2 separate regions of the Macaca mulatta genome follow, and region 2 is linked to region 1. A link is a contact called in public Hi-C data. All regions are on one chromosome and are shown on one strand. Each heading gives the region's core, a stretch centred on a gene start, on an enhancer-like site or on the middle of the called end of the contact. The rest is flanking DNA. Distances are from core to core; before and after follow the strand shown.

The links. A called contact is a pair of places that touch in the nucleus more often than the background predicts.
Region 2: a contact with region 1 is called in a Hi-C map of prefrontal cortex, with 8 times the contacts expected there. The contact joins the promoter of NFKBIA here to the promoter of PSMA6 in region 1. A contact is called at or near these places in 5 of 14 Hi-C or Micro-C datasets (blood, cortical neurons, fetal cortex germinal zone and 2 more).

What each region holds. Positions count from the first base shown.
Region 1 is chr7:108,405,865-108,412,482 of T2T-MMU8v2.0, forward strand. PSMA6 (proteasome 20S subunit alpha 6) reads left to right here and starts at 3,248. Exons shown (of 7, transcript NM_001193553.1): 1 at 3,248-3,396. The coding sequence starts at 3,321. PRORP (protein only RNase P catalytic subunit) reads left to right here. Exons shown (of 9, transcript XR_013396186.1): 8 at 681-974. LOC144330217 (a long non-coding RNA gene) reads right to left here. Exons shown (of 3, transcript XR_013396203.1): 3 at 4,877-5,093.
Region 2 is chr7:108,519,535-108,525,903 of T2T-MMU8v2.0, forward strand. It overlaps NFKBIA (NFKB inhibitor alpha), which reads right to left and starts at 3,854. Exons shown (of 6, transcript NM_001257750.1): 1 at 3,538-3,854; 2 at 2,819-2,927; 3 at 2,281-2,491; 4 at 1,902-1,990; 5 at 1,525-1,794; 6 at 627-1,154. The coding sequence starts at 3,764. The coding sequence ends at 1,107.

The DNA.
Region 1 (6,618 bases), core at 1,998-4,497:
ATGACCTGCGGGCCGCATGTGGCCCAGGATGTCTTTCAGTGTGGCCCAACACAAATTTGTAAACATTCTTAAAACATGATGAGATTTTTTTGCAATTTTTTTTTAGCCCATCAGTTATCATTAGTGTTAGTGTAGTTTATGTGTGGCTCAAGACAATTATTCTTCCAATGTGGCCCAGGGAAGCCAAAAGATTGGACACTCCTGGCTTAAACGTAGGAGTTTGATACCAACTAGTAACTGTCACAAATGGAATTTAAATTCAGATGCAAATAAAAAAGGATGAACTCCTAACTCCCACGCCATAAGGGATTCATTCATTCAACTAATATTTATTGAGCACTTAATATATGCTGGTTATTGTTGAAGTTGCCTGAGCTGTATCAGTGAACAAAATAAAAACCCTTGCCATCGCAGAGGTTAAATTGGAGGTGGGAATGAGGGACAATAAACAGTGAATACATTTATGATTTTTTTTTTTTTGAGACAGGGTCTCACTCTATTGCCCAGACTGGAGTGCAGTGGCACGATCTCAGCTCACTGCAAGCCCCACCTCCAGGCTCAAGCAATTCTCCTGCCTCAACCTCTCCTGAGTAGCTGGGATTACAGGTGCACACCGTTAATCCATGGCTAATTTTTGTATTTTTAGTAGAGATGGGGTTTCACCATGTTGGCGAGAGCAGTCTTTAACTCCTGACCTCAAATGATCCACCCACCTCAGCCTCCCAAAGTGCTGGGATTACAGGTGTGAGCCACCATACTCAGCCTAAATTTATGAATTATATAACAGAAAGAAAAAAGATACTCAGGAGGCTAAGGCCAAAGGATCCCTCTAGGCCTGGAGTTTGAGGCTGGCCTGGACAATACAGTGAAACCTAGTCTCCAAAAAATTTTTTTTAAACTAGCCAGGAGTGTTGGTGTGCAGCTGCAGTCCCAACTACTTGGGAGGCTGAGGCCAGCGGATCACTTGAGCACAGGTAGGTGTTCAAGGCTGCAGTGATCATGCCACTGTACTTGTCTGGGTGACAAAGCAATACCCCATTTCAAAAAAAAAAAAAAAAAGCCAGAATAACAGAGCAGGAACAAATGAAGACAGAGGGGGGAAGTATAAGGGAATTAATACTACTGCAAAGTTTTGGCTCTGAAGACTTGGAAAATGTGGTACAAGGGGCGGGAATTGACTTGAGAGGGAGTAGAGGAGATAAGGAGTTCTCTTTTAAACATGTGCGATTTTGAGGTGCCATATGTCTTGATGTGAAAAATATCCCATTGGTAATTAGAGAAGATTCAGCTCCAGAGAAGGGTCCAGCTAGACACCTAAATTTGGGAGACACCAGCATAGAGCTAGCTGTGGAGGCTGTGGGACTAAGTTCATCCTCATAGCAGCCTTACCAAGAACTCTAACTATGACTATGCAGGTAAACAGTAGGAATTACAGTATACCAGGCTCTTTCAGAGTCTGAGAAGACAAAAGTCTTCAAAAGGTCAAGAGGAGTTGGTCCTGAGAGTAGGGACCTGAACCAGAAGCAAGGGAAAACTTTGATCAGTCCACTTGGGAACTAGCCAGTGCTGGAAAGTACCCTTTGTGCCAGATATGCTGTATGCATTTACCGTTTTCTTAACCATGTTTCAGTTTTGGATTTTTTAGATTAATAAAATTGAAATTAATTTTTAAAAACACTCTTGAGAAACTGGAATTCCCTTCTGAGGGTCTTAGAACATTTTTCCTTTAAAATAGAAAGTGAGTTCAGGAAATACATTAAAGAGGTAAGAATCCCTACTTCAGTATTACAGCAGGCATTACAGTGCCACAAACATTAGTGTATCTTGCCTTCTTTGTATACAAACCATCTGTATCTGGGGAGAAAAACAACTATTCTAACATTATGTTTTGCATTTTATATTCATTAAATAGGAGTGTGCCTTGGGGAAAGTCAAAAGAGGCACAAATTTGCGATTTGAAAAGCCACCTGCTGTTCTCTGGGAGCTACCTCACCAGCTTGGAATTACTCTCATTAATCCATGCGACACTAGCTGCCATAAGCCCCATCTCTTCAGCTCTAGTTCAGTATTAATCAAGGGTGCTTAACCTCATTCCCCATTACCCGTATTTCAACCTCAGTTCCACTTTCTTTTCTTTCTTTCTTTTTTTTTTTTTTTTTGAGATAGATCTTCCTCTGTCGCCCAGGCTGGATTGCAGTGGCGTGATCATAGCTCACTGCAGCCTGGATCTCCTGAGCTCAAGCCATCCTCCCACCTTAGCCCCCCGAGTAGCTGGGACTACTGGCGTGCGCCACCACGCCCAGCTAATTTTATTTTATTCTTTAGAGACGGGGCCTTCCTATGTTGACCAGGCTGGAGTTCCACTTTCAAGACTAAAAGTTGGCTGGGCATGGTGGCTCACGCCTGTAATCCCAGCACTTTGGGAGGCCGAGGCAGGTGGATCACTTGGGCTCAGCAGTTCGAGAGCTGCCTGACCAACATGGTGAAACCCTGCCTCTACTAAAAATACAAAATTAGCCGGGCGTGGTGGCGCACGCCTGTAATCTCAGCTACTCGGGAGGCTGGTACAGGAGAATCGGTTGAACCCGGGATGGGGGGGTTGCAGTGAGACAAGATCGCGCCATTGCACTCCAGCCTGGGCAACAAGGGCGAAATTCCGTCTCGAAAAAAAAAAAAAAAAGACTAAAAATTGTCGGGGCTGCTGGCCAAAGATCTTGCCTGGCTGTCAGAAAATAATGTTCTTTCCAGCGGCTACTTGAACCCGCTTCCTTCAGTGCCTAAATTTAACAGCTGCAGCTGCTGCAGCTACTGCAGCTGCAACCTGTTTCCCCCGTAATAGGAACCAAAGTGGAGGGTAAAAGAGGTTAGGAAGAAGGCAAGCCAGCAGTCTGATCAGACACATGATGCATGTAAGAGACTTGTTAATTACACGGACTATTTAGGTCACATTGATAGCCAAATCACTATTCTGGGCCCCCAGGAAGGCTTTTCGTCCTTGCTATTGTCAATTCATTCTCCAGATGAAAGCCTGAAACTGCCACGACCCAAGTTTCACCTCTTCAATCCACTCAAGAGGCCGGCTTGGCGCAGGCGCACACCTTGGAAGTCACCCCGCCCTCCATCCACCACCCCCGTTGGGGGCGGGGCCTCAGAGCTCAGCACTTGAACTGGCTCCAGAGCCATGAGTTTGGCGTGCAAGAGCGGAAGAAATGCGGCTGATACCCCGGAAGCAGTCGCTGCAACTTCCGGGAGGTGCTTGTACGCCTGGTGCGGGAGCTACGGGACACAGGGATTGTGTTTGAAGTAGTGCTTCTACCAAGATGTCCCGTGGTTCCAGCGCCGGTTTTGACCGCCACATTACTATTTTTTCACCCGAGGGTCGGCTCTACCAAGTAGGTGAGTGAACCAGGTTCGCCTGTGGTCCACCTGAATTGCCCTGTCATAGTACGGCCTGGAGCGAGCAGACGCGGCCCGAGTTTAGTCTGGGGCCGGAGCTGAGCCGGAGCTGGGAAGGGAGAACGGCTGAGGCTGAATTGAGCTCTGTGGTATTTGCACACGCGTCTGGACGCAGGGATCGGGGGCCTGAAGGCCTGGCTCTCTGCAGGGCGAGAGGCCACACTGTCTAGACCCAATGGAGAGTTAAGGAAGGTAGGGCTGTAATGCATTACTCCGGCTTCCTGAGGCCCCTTCACTTATTGCACTCTGTGCTGGCGAGGCACAAGGCCTGTTTCTAAAGGGTAATTGATTTCTTAACGTCTCAATTAAAATGCCTCCTATCCGTTTTCCTTTGTTTGCAGCGTGGACTTCCTGTGGTTTATTCCACACGGGCATTCGAGCCTGCTGTGTACCAGACACTGCTAGTCCTAGGAGATACAAAGATGAATGTTACCCCTCTTCCATACTGAAGCTCACAGCTTAGAGTGTCAGATGCGTTAACAAACGGATAACAAAAATTAGAAGTGCCAATTTACAAATATCTACAGAGTTCAAGACATCTTTGGGAAACTGATAGAATGAGTGACTCTCGATTCTAGAGCTGGTCTTGAAATTGGCATCCCCTTTTTACCCACATCTGTTTGAATGCTCCAGTAATTTAAATGCCGGTTCTGAGTTGTAGATGAGGTTCTGTGTACTAGTTTACTGAAGAACACCTGTAGTGGAAAGAAACTATCAGTTACTCGGAATAGGAATGTATTTTGTTGCGTTGAAATGGTGTCAAGGTTTAGGTTATGATTATAAGCCAGACACTTGACCTCCTGCCATAGAGAATTGAGTGTCAGTAGAGCTTGATTTATATCTGGTCCGTGGTAGTTTTATTTTTGAATGAGTTTAGTGGCTCCGTGCCTTGCACAGTAATATAATCATCTGTGCTTGGAATCATAAGGAGCGAATTGGTCTGTAAATGATGTTCTCTTCATCTGTAAATTTTAGAAATAAAGATAACTGGGAATGAAACTGCTCAGTGTATTACTGCATAGTGTATATAATGTAGCAAGAAACATCATCATGTTGGATAATTCAATAGCCCTTTTAATTTATCCCCAATTGAAAAACATGATTAAGGATAGAACAAAGAGATAACTGTATCCTCAAGGAATTTTCGTTTATTGTGTTAAATTCCTGAGTTTTAAATAATTTTCGTATATCAGACTACTGCTTTCAGTGTTCTATTCGTGATTTTTAATGTGTGAACAGGAAAAGTCACTCCGAGACCTATACTTTATTTCTGTATACTGTATTGTGAAATCCAGCCATAAAGCATAATCGTTAATGCTTCCCAGATTTGGTGAGTAGAAAGGCTGTACACAGTGTCATTGTGATAGTTTTAAAAGATTTGGAAGAGAACATCTATCTGAAAACAAGTTCATTATCTAGACAGAATTTTTTTTTTTTTTTTTTTTTTTTGAGACTTTGAGACGGAACTTCTTCACTCTTGTTGCCTAGGCTGGAGTGTAATGGCGCAATCTCGGCTCACTGCAACCCCCGCCGCCCGGGTTCAAGCAATTCTCCTGCCTCAACCTCTTAAGTACTGGGATTACAGGCATGAGCCACGACGCCTGGCTAATTTTGTATTTTTAGTAGAGACAAGGCTTCTCCATGTTGATCTCGAACTCCCGACCTCAGGTGATCTACCCACCTCAGCCTCCCAAAGAGCTGGGATTACAGGCATGAGCACCTGGTCTAGCACCGGCCTAGACAGAATTATTTTAATCTCTGTGAATAACATACTCCCTCTGCTATTCAGGGCATTGATTAGACATTGTTAGGAAAAAGAAAGTGAAAGACTAGTATGAGCAAGCAGTTTAGTGGTGAAGAGTTCAGGCCCTGGAGTCATGCCTGGATTCAAATCTCTGCCTTGCTCCATACTAGCTGATACAGGCACTTGCCAGGCATGTAACCTTAGCCTTAGTTTCTCTTTCCAAAGTTGTGCTCATAATCATTCTTCCTTAAATGGTAGTTTTGAGGATTAAATAAGGCAATGTATGTAGAGTGCTTAACGTGTGCCTGCTGCATAGTAAATGCTCAGTGAATGTTATTAGATGCTTGTTTGATTCTTTGGCCCACTTTGTTTTTCGGCCTATTAGATTGGCACATCTGTATGGAATATTTCCCTTTTTATGGGTCCCTCCATGCTTAGTTCTCCAGTAAAATATATACATAATCATAATATTCTCAATACTGTCTGTTTATAAACTTTAGAATCCTCCAAAGACAAAGCATGGAAGGATTACAGAATGCAAGTTGTTAACATTGACAGTAGGAAAATAATATTTTTAAAATGGGATGATGGTGAGGGGAGATTAATGAATGGTAAGTATGCTCCTTATCTTCCATACTTGGGACTCAAAAGATAAATGTCTGAAGTTGATATATCAAAAAATAGAGGTATACATTTAAAGTTATAATGCTTGGCCAGGTGCGGTGCCTCAAGCCTATAATCCCAGCACTTTGGGAGACCGAGGTGGGCTGAGGTTAGGAGTTGAAGACCAGCCTGACCAACATGGTGAAACTCTGTCTCTACTAAAAATACAAAAAATTAGCGCCGGGCGCGGTGGCTCACGCCTGTAATCCTAACACTTTGGGAGGCTGAGGTGGGCGGATCACCTGAGGTCAGGAGTTTGAGAACAGCCTGGCCAATGTGGTGAAAACCCGTCTCTACTAAAAATACAAAAATTAGCAGGGCATGATGGCAGGTGCCTATAATCCCAGCTACTCGGGAGGCTGATGCGGGAGAATCCCTTGAACCCGAGAGGCAGAGGTTGCAGTGAGCCAACATCGTGCCGTTGCACTCCAATCTGGGTGAGAGAGTGAGACTCCGCCTCAAAAAAAAAAAAAAAAAATTAGCTGCGCGTGCTGGCGTACCTGTAGTCCTAGTTCCTCAGGAAGCTGAGGCGCAAGAATCGCTTGAACCTAGGAGGCGGAGGTTACAGTGAGCCAAGACCGTGACACTGCACCTCCTGGCTAGGTGACAGAGCCACACTCTGTCTAAAAAAAAAAAGGTTATAATGCCAATCATAATTATAAACATAATTTATAATTGTTAATAACATTATTGGCAGTGTTTGCTCCCAGGGAGTGGAGAGAAAGACTTTTTCTTTTTCTTTTTTTCTTTTGAGA
Region 2 (6,369 bases), core at 2,604-5,103, 110 kb after region 1:
GTGACCGTGGACAGGACATTCTCTCTGCGCTTGTTTCTCCTGGTATGACATAAAGGATGTTGTGTAACAGCTTGTTTTTCTTTAGCACTACATGCCTGCCACTATGCTATGCATGTTACGTGGATTGTCTTATGTAATTTTCAGAACAGCCCAGCTAATGAGAAAACTGAGGCTCAGAGGTGAGTATCTGCTAACAAATGTCAGTACAGTCCCATTTCTGAGCCTATGTCCTTAAGAACTTCCTGTATTAGTGAGATCTTTCCCAGCTCTATATGAATTCAGCATATTCTTCTTGGCCAAAATAATTTCCTCAACTGGCAGTTAGGGTCCAGCAACAGTTGAAATCAAGGGATGACTGAATGACAATGGAGACCTCTCCAACCACAGGCCAAGCAGCACACTTCCACCCCAAGCCTGAAACTGGTATTTCCTATAACCTTGCAACAGCCTCCCTCCCACACACTGAGCCCAGGGTGCCTGCAAAGCTTTGCTGGAGGCTGGGTGTCAGGTGTGAGAAGCTGCTGGGAGTTCCCTGCTCCCCTACAATGCTCCACCTCCACCTCTGCCGGAGGATGGAACTTCAGAACAGGAAGAAAATGATCAGGATAACTTATTTGGAAAAATCTGTTTAATAAATATACATAATAAAAGTACCAAAATAATTACCAACAATACACTATGTACACCATTTACAGAAGGGTAACACAAACCTTGACAGGTATTAACTTTTCACCCCACATCACTGAAAGGTCTAACACTCCTGGCTGTTACATGCCACAGGATACCACGGGGTCAGTCACTCGAAGCACAATAAATATAAAATGTGGTCCTTCCATGAATTTTTGCTAATGTCCAAAACCCCACAGAGGTGAGGTTTAAAAGAAGTTTTCTTGGAATTTCAATGATCTTTCTTGTCCTCTACAAAAAGTTCACAAAAGCAACACAATGAGGGCTGATCCCACTACAATAAAACGTTTTGGGCCAGGCAGTGTGCAGTGTGGCTATAAGTACACCCTTTAAATTTTTTTTCTTTTTTCTTTTTTTAGAAAAATAAAACTTTTTTTTGTACAAATATACAAGTCCATGTTCTTTCAGCCCCTTTGCGCTCATAATGTCAGACGCTGGCCTCCAAACACACAGTCGTCATAGGGCAGCTGAAAACAAGGGGAAAGAAGACACATTAAACTTCCGAAGCTCTGCCAAGCCACTGGGATGGGGAGGCCGCTACTGGAAATAACCCTTGGACTCCATTCTCCATAGCCCAAATACAATGAACTTTACAGGCTGAGGGAGTTTGCCTTTAACTCCCATTTTAAAAATGTTTTAAAAAATGCTTTTCTTTAAAAAAGGGTAAGCTATTTTAAAAAAAAAAAAAGGTACATTATTGGGATACTGGTTATGCACAGAAATTTGAGAGACTCATTATGTAGATACCCCTCTGATAAGGAGCAGTTCTAGGGGCCCGGGAGGGTGAAGGGAATGGTCCCTCATTAGTTAGAGAGCCCAAGGAGTTCACAGACTCACCTCATCCTCCGTGAACTCCGTGAACTCTGACTCTGTGTCATAGCTCTCCTCATCCTCACTCTCCGGCAGCATCTGAAGGTTTTCCAGTGTCAGCTGGCCCAGCTGCTGCTGTATCCGGGTGCTTGGGCGGCCCCAGGTGAGCTGGTAGGGAGAATAGCCCTGGTAGGTAACTCTGTTGACATCAGCCCCACACTTCAACAGGAGCGACACCAGGTCAGGATTCTGCAGGTCCACTGCGAGGTGAAGGGCAGTCCGGCCGTTACAGGGCTCCTGAAACCAAAAGGAATTTGAGATGCTTATGGCTGCGTTTGGAATTTCTGCTCACAACATGAGCACGGGGAACTTGACTCAGTGCATCGGAGGCAGGAAGCACTAACCTGAGCATTGACATCAGCACCCAAGGACACCAAAAGCTCCACAATGCCCAGGTAGCCATGGATAGAGGCTAAGTGCAGACACGTGTGGCCTGGAAGAACAAAACGAAAAAAGTATAACCACCTGTTTCAACCCTCACTCCTTTCACCTATTCTTTTATGGGACAAATAGTCATATCTTCTGAATTTTAAGAACCCACCGTCTGGGTTCTGAAGGAACTTTATAAAGGCATCCAACAGGCACTTTGCACACGTATTTTCTCAACCTTTCAAATGCTGGCAGTTTAAGTTCTTGCCTCGACTCCTTAAGTTGGCCCACCTGCCCCTTCTCCACATCACCTGCCACCTGAGGGGGTGGGGCAGGGCAGGGAGGCAGACATACCATTGTAGTTAGTAGCCTTCAGGATGGAGTGGAGGTGCGGGGTGGTGCAGGACTGAGTCAGGACTCCCACGCTGGCCAAGCAGCCCTGCTCACAGGCAAGGTGTAGGGGGGTATTTCCTCGAAAGTCTCGGAGCTCAGGATCACAGCCAGCTCCCAGAAGTGCCTCAGCAATTTCTGGCTGGTTGGTGATCACAGCCAAGTGGAGTGGAGTCTACGAATGCAGGAGAGACCAGAGAAAGTAAGCCAGGGACCAAACCCACACCCTGAGTTCCCCTGAACCCGTGTCTCCTGGTTGGGTGCTGCTCCTCCTGGACAGGCGGGTGGGGAGGACTGGCAAATAGCAGAGACTCCAGGTGGGTCACAAAGACCTCACCAAATCAGTGGAATTTCCTTCACTCTCTAGGATGTGGGCTGACGTGAAGTAAAAGGTGAGGGTGAATAATGCCCAGTGGCCCTGAATTCAGAAAGGATCTGGGGTGACTTTGCTACATCAGTTCCATCCCAGAGTTAGAGAGCCCGGGCCAGGCAAGCGGCGCACCTGCTGCAGGTTGTTCTGGAAGTTGAGGAAGGCCAGGTCTCCCTTCACCTGGCGGATCACTTCCATGGTCAGTGCCTTTTCTTCATGGATGATGGCCAAGTGCAGAAACCTGTGGGGAAGAGAGGGAAAAACCCCAGGGGTGGTGAGTGCACCGCGTGGGGCCCAGGGAGGCGCGGGCTGCGGGGGATTGCGCAAGGCCGGGGTTTCTGGAGGCCGAGGCCGCGGTGTTTTCCGCGAGGTTATTATGAGCTGAGTGTTCCTGGCAGGCGCCCAGGGACTTTCCGCCCCCCTCCCCCCGCGGCCCCGGCGGGCGCCGGCCAGACCGCCCCGCCCTCCCGCCAGCTCGGAACGCCCTGTACTTCCCCTCCCGGCTGCTCGGCGCCCGCCAGCGGCCAGAAACGCCTTATGCAACCGGGGACTTCGCGTCCCAGCTGCCGCCCCGCCCCCGGCCTAGAGGACAGGCCTGGGGGGAGGGGGCGTGTGGCGACGCTGCCGTCCACCAGGGCCCAGCCGCCGCCCCTCCGAGTCGGGCCGGTGCCCCGCGCGGCCCTGCAGCCCTGCAGCGTTCGGGGCGGTGCAGGAGCCCCGGGGCGCCGCGGCGCCAGCCCGGCTGCATCGCTAGTTCCCCAGGTCGGGCTCCAGGCCCGGCGTCTCCCACTCCCCGGCCGCGCGCATCCGGCCCTCCCGAGGACCCCCGGCTCCGGGTCTGCGCCACTTACGAGTCCCCGTCCTCGGTGAGCTGCTGCTTCCAGGGCTCCGCGCCGCGCGGCACCTCCTGCGGCTCGAGGCGGATCTCCTGCAGCTCCTTGACCATCTGCTCGTACTCCTCATCCTTCATGGAGTCCAGGCCGCTGTCGTGGCGGTCGTCCAGCAGTCGTTCCTTCTTCAGCCCGTCGCGGGGACCCTCCATGGCCCACTCCTGGGGGCGCTCGGCCGCCTGGAACATGGCGCGGGCGAGCTGCGGGCGCTGCTGCGGGTGCGCTGGGCCGCGGGCTGCGCGCTGCTTCCTCGCTAGGGCGCTGGCGGGCGGGACGGCGGCACGGGCTGGTGTGGGCTCTGCAGCGCCGCCGCGGCGCCCTATAAACGCTGGCTGGGGATTTCTCTGGGGCGGGGTCAGGCGCGGGGAATTTCCAAGCCAGTCAGACCAGAAAAGAGAACTGGCTTCGTCCTTTGCTAGGGGGAAAAAGAAGCCTAAACCCTGAGCTGGGGTTCGTCGGAGAAACTCCCTGCGATGAGCCACTGGGGTCACGGACAGGGAACTTTTTGATGAGTGCCAAGTGGCTGGAAAGTCCTTCCGACCAGGCCCCCTTCCCCGCGGTACTTCCCTGCAGCCTGCACCCTGTAATCCTGTCTCTCTGCAAGTGAACCTTCTTTCCCTGGGGTTTCCCACGATCGATTTGAATTGGGGTCGTCGGCTGCTGAGATCCCAAGGACGCCGACATGATGGGCGGTCCCTCTTTGGGGTTTGCCAACCTGCCGGTCCTTTCCGTTTTTTGATCTTTTGAAAACGCAAGAGTGGAAATGATGGCTGGGCGTAGGGATTTTCTTTCCCCAGACTTCTAAGGGGAAGGACGCACTGTGGTTATGGGGCTGCAGGCCGCTCTTGTGTTTCTGCTAATATCAGGCTCATTGCAGAACGGGGACGTTTAGCTTCGCGCCCTTCCTCCCCTACCCCCCACGCACCTCTGCCAGGTAGAACTGTGAAAGCTTTGGAGGAGTGGAAAGCCTAAATCTTTGGAAAACTCTCAAATCACTTCCAATCACTTCCTAGGGATGAACAGCCTTGTTGAGTGGGGGAGGGGCAAACTCTCCCTGTATGGGGAAACTGCTGAATAGGACCATGATTTTTTTTTTTCCCCCCAAGTAAAGCAAGGTGTTAATCTTTGTAGTGGTGGTTGTGGATACCTTGCAATAACAGAGTAGCTATTGTGTTCATAAGTAGCTGTTGCATTCATGCTATCTGACCTACATTGTGCTGCCGCAGAGAATGGATCCTGAGCCTACTTCTGGGCATCTAAACTGAGCAATTCGAGGAGCACTTAGAGAAGGAGGCTGAAGAATGAGTTTAGTTAGTGCCTTAACCGCGATTGGACCTTAAGGACCGCTAAGAAAGTAGTTGCCAGTCATCCTGCAGGAGGCTCAAGGCAGCCCCATCCTCCCATCCTGCCCCCCCCCCGCCTTGCTCCCTCGTCCTGGGGGATAGTAGCAGTTGGACCCATTCATGCCACCCAGGTAGAAAGGGGTTTTGGCTCACTATGCTCTGGTTTCACCTGCAGAAATGTAATTTATGCTCTCCATCCCACCTCCACCTCCAAGCCTGCAAGCCATGGACTGAATTCATCTACTTGGTAGAATTGGTACAGGCAAAATAAAGCACACTTCGGTCAGAGCTCTTCAGAATTAGTCCCAGGAGCCCTCTGTAGTTCTGCAGAGATTTCTGGTGATGATTGCAATCATCTTTACCTTGACTGGCCATGTACTAACCAATCCTTCCCCTCTCTTCAAATCTCCACCCTTCCCCTAATATTAGAATGTAAGAAATCTGACTCAATAGAGAGAGACCAAGTATGAAGTGAAAAAAATTAAAATCAGATAGAACCTCCAGGGTAGTAATGATCATATGTTACAATGAAAACTTCCCAGGGATAGACACCACTGTCTCTGTAGGCTTATGATATGCAATTCTACAATGATTGAGGCAAGGTGAAACAGGGACCACAGGGGGGCATCTCAAGTGCAGTCTTAACTGCACACTAGTTGGAGGGGTCAGTTAACTTTTTTGTGGTATACTTACTTCTATAATAAGATTAGATTGAATGTTACTTAAGGTCTTTTGTAGCTTAAAAGTTATAGTGTCTACAAATGCGTGCCTAATTCTCCTTTGTAAGGGTGACCATGGCTCTTGGAAATGTCAGGGTATAAATTTTTGAAAGAATTCCAGTGCCTTAGGTACCACATTGTTGGTTCTCAGAACGAATCTTGTAAGACAGATATTGTTCCTACTTCCCTAAAAAGAAACTGAAATGCATAGAAATTTACCCAGGAACCCCTTGGCAGTATATGAATCATTTGGCCAAAGCAGTCTTAGTATTAACACGTTTGAAAACACACTGCGAAAATCAGACTGACTACGCTATAATTTGGAATATACTCAAAACTATTTTCTACTCCAACTGTTAGGGAAAATAAAGGGTGGGTGTCCACCCACCCCCATCTGGGGAAATTCACTTCTTTTAAACATGTACAGAAACATCAAACTCTAAATGTCCCAATTATAGAGGATACATCAGAAGAAGATATTTGGCTTCCGGTATAAAAATGGTTATGAAAAATAAAAATATCTGAGGAATAAGGTTTCGCACCACCTTCTGTGGTTTTATATTTCTGGTAGCCTTCAGGACCTGGTGGTCTTTATTCCTGATTGTTTCGTGTGACACCTAGTGGTAAGAGTAAGGCACAGGCGTTCCTTGATTTGTCATAGTGCCTTTTGAAAAAATTGGGAGGTGCTGAGCCTTGATGACTTGTCCCTACAGTGGAGATTCCCAAGGAGG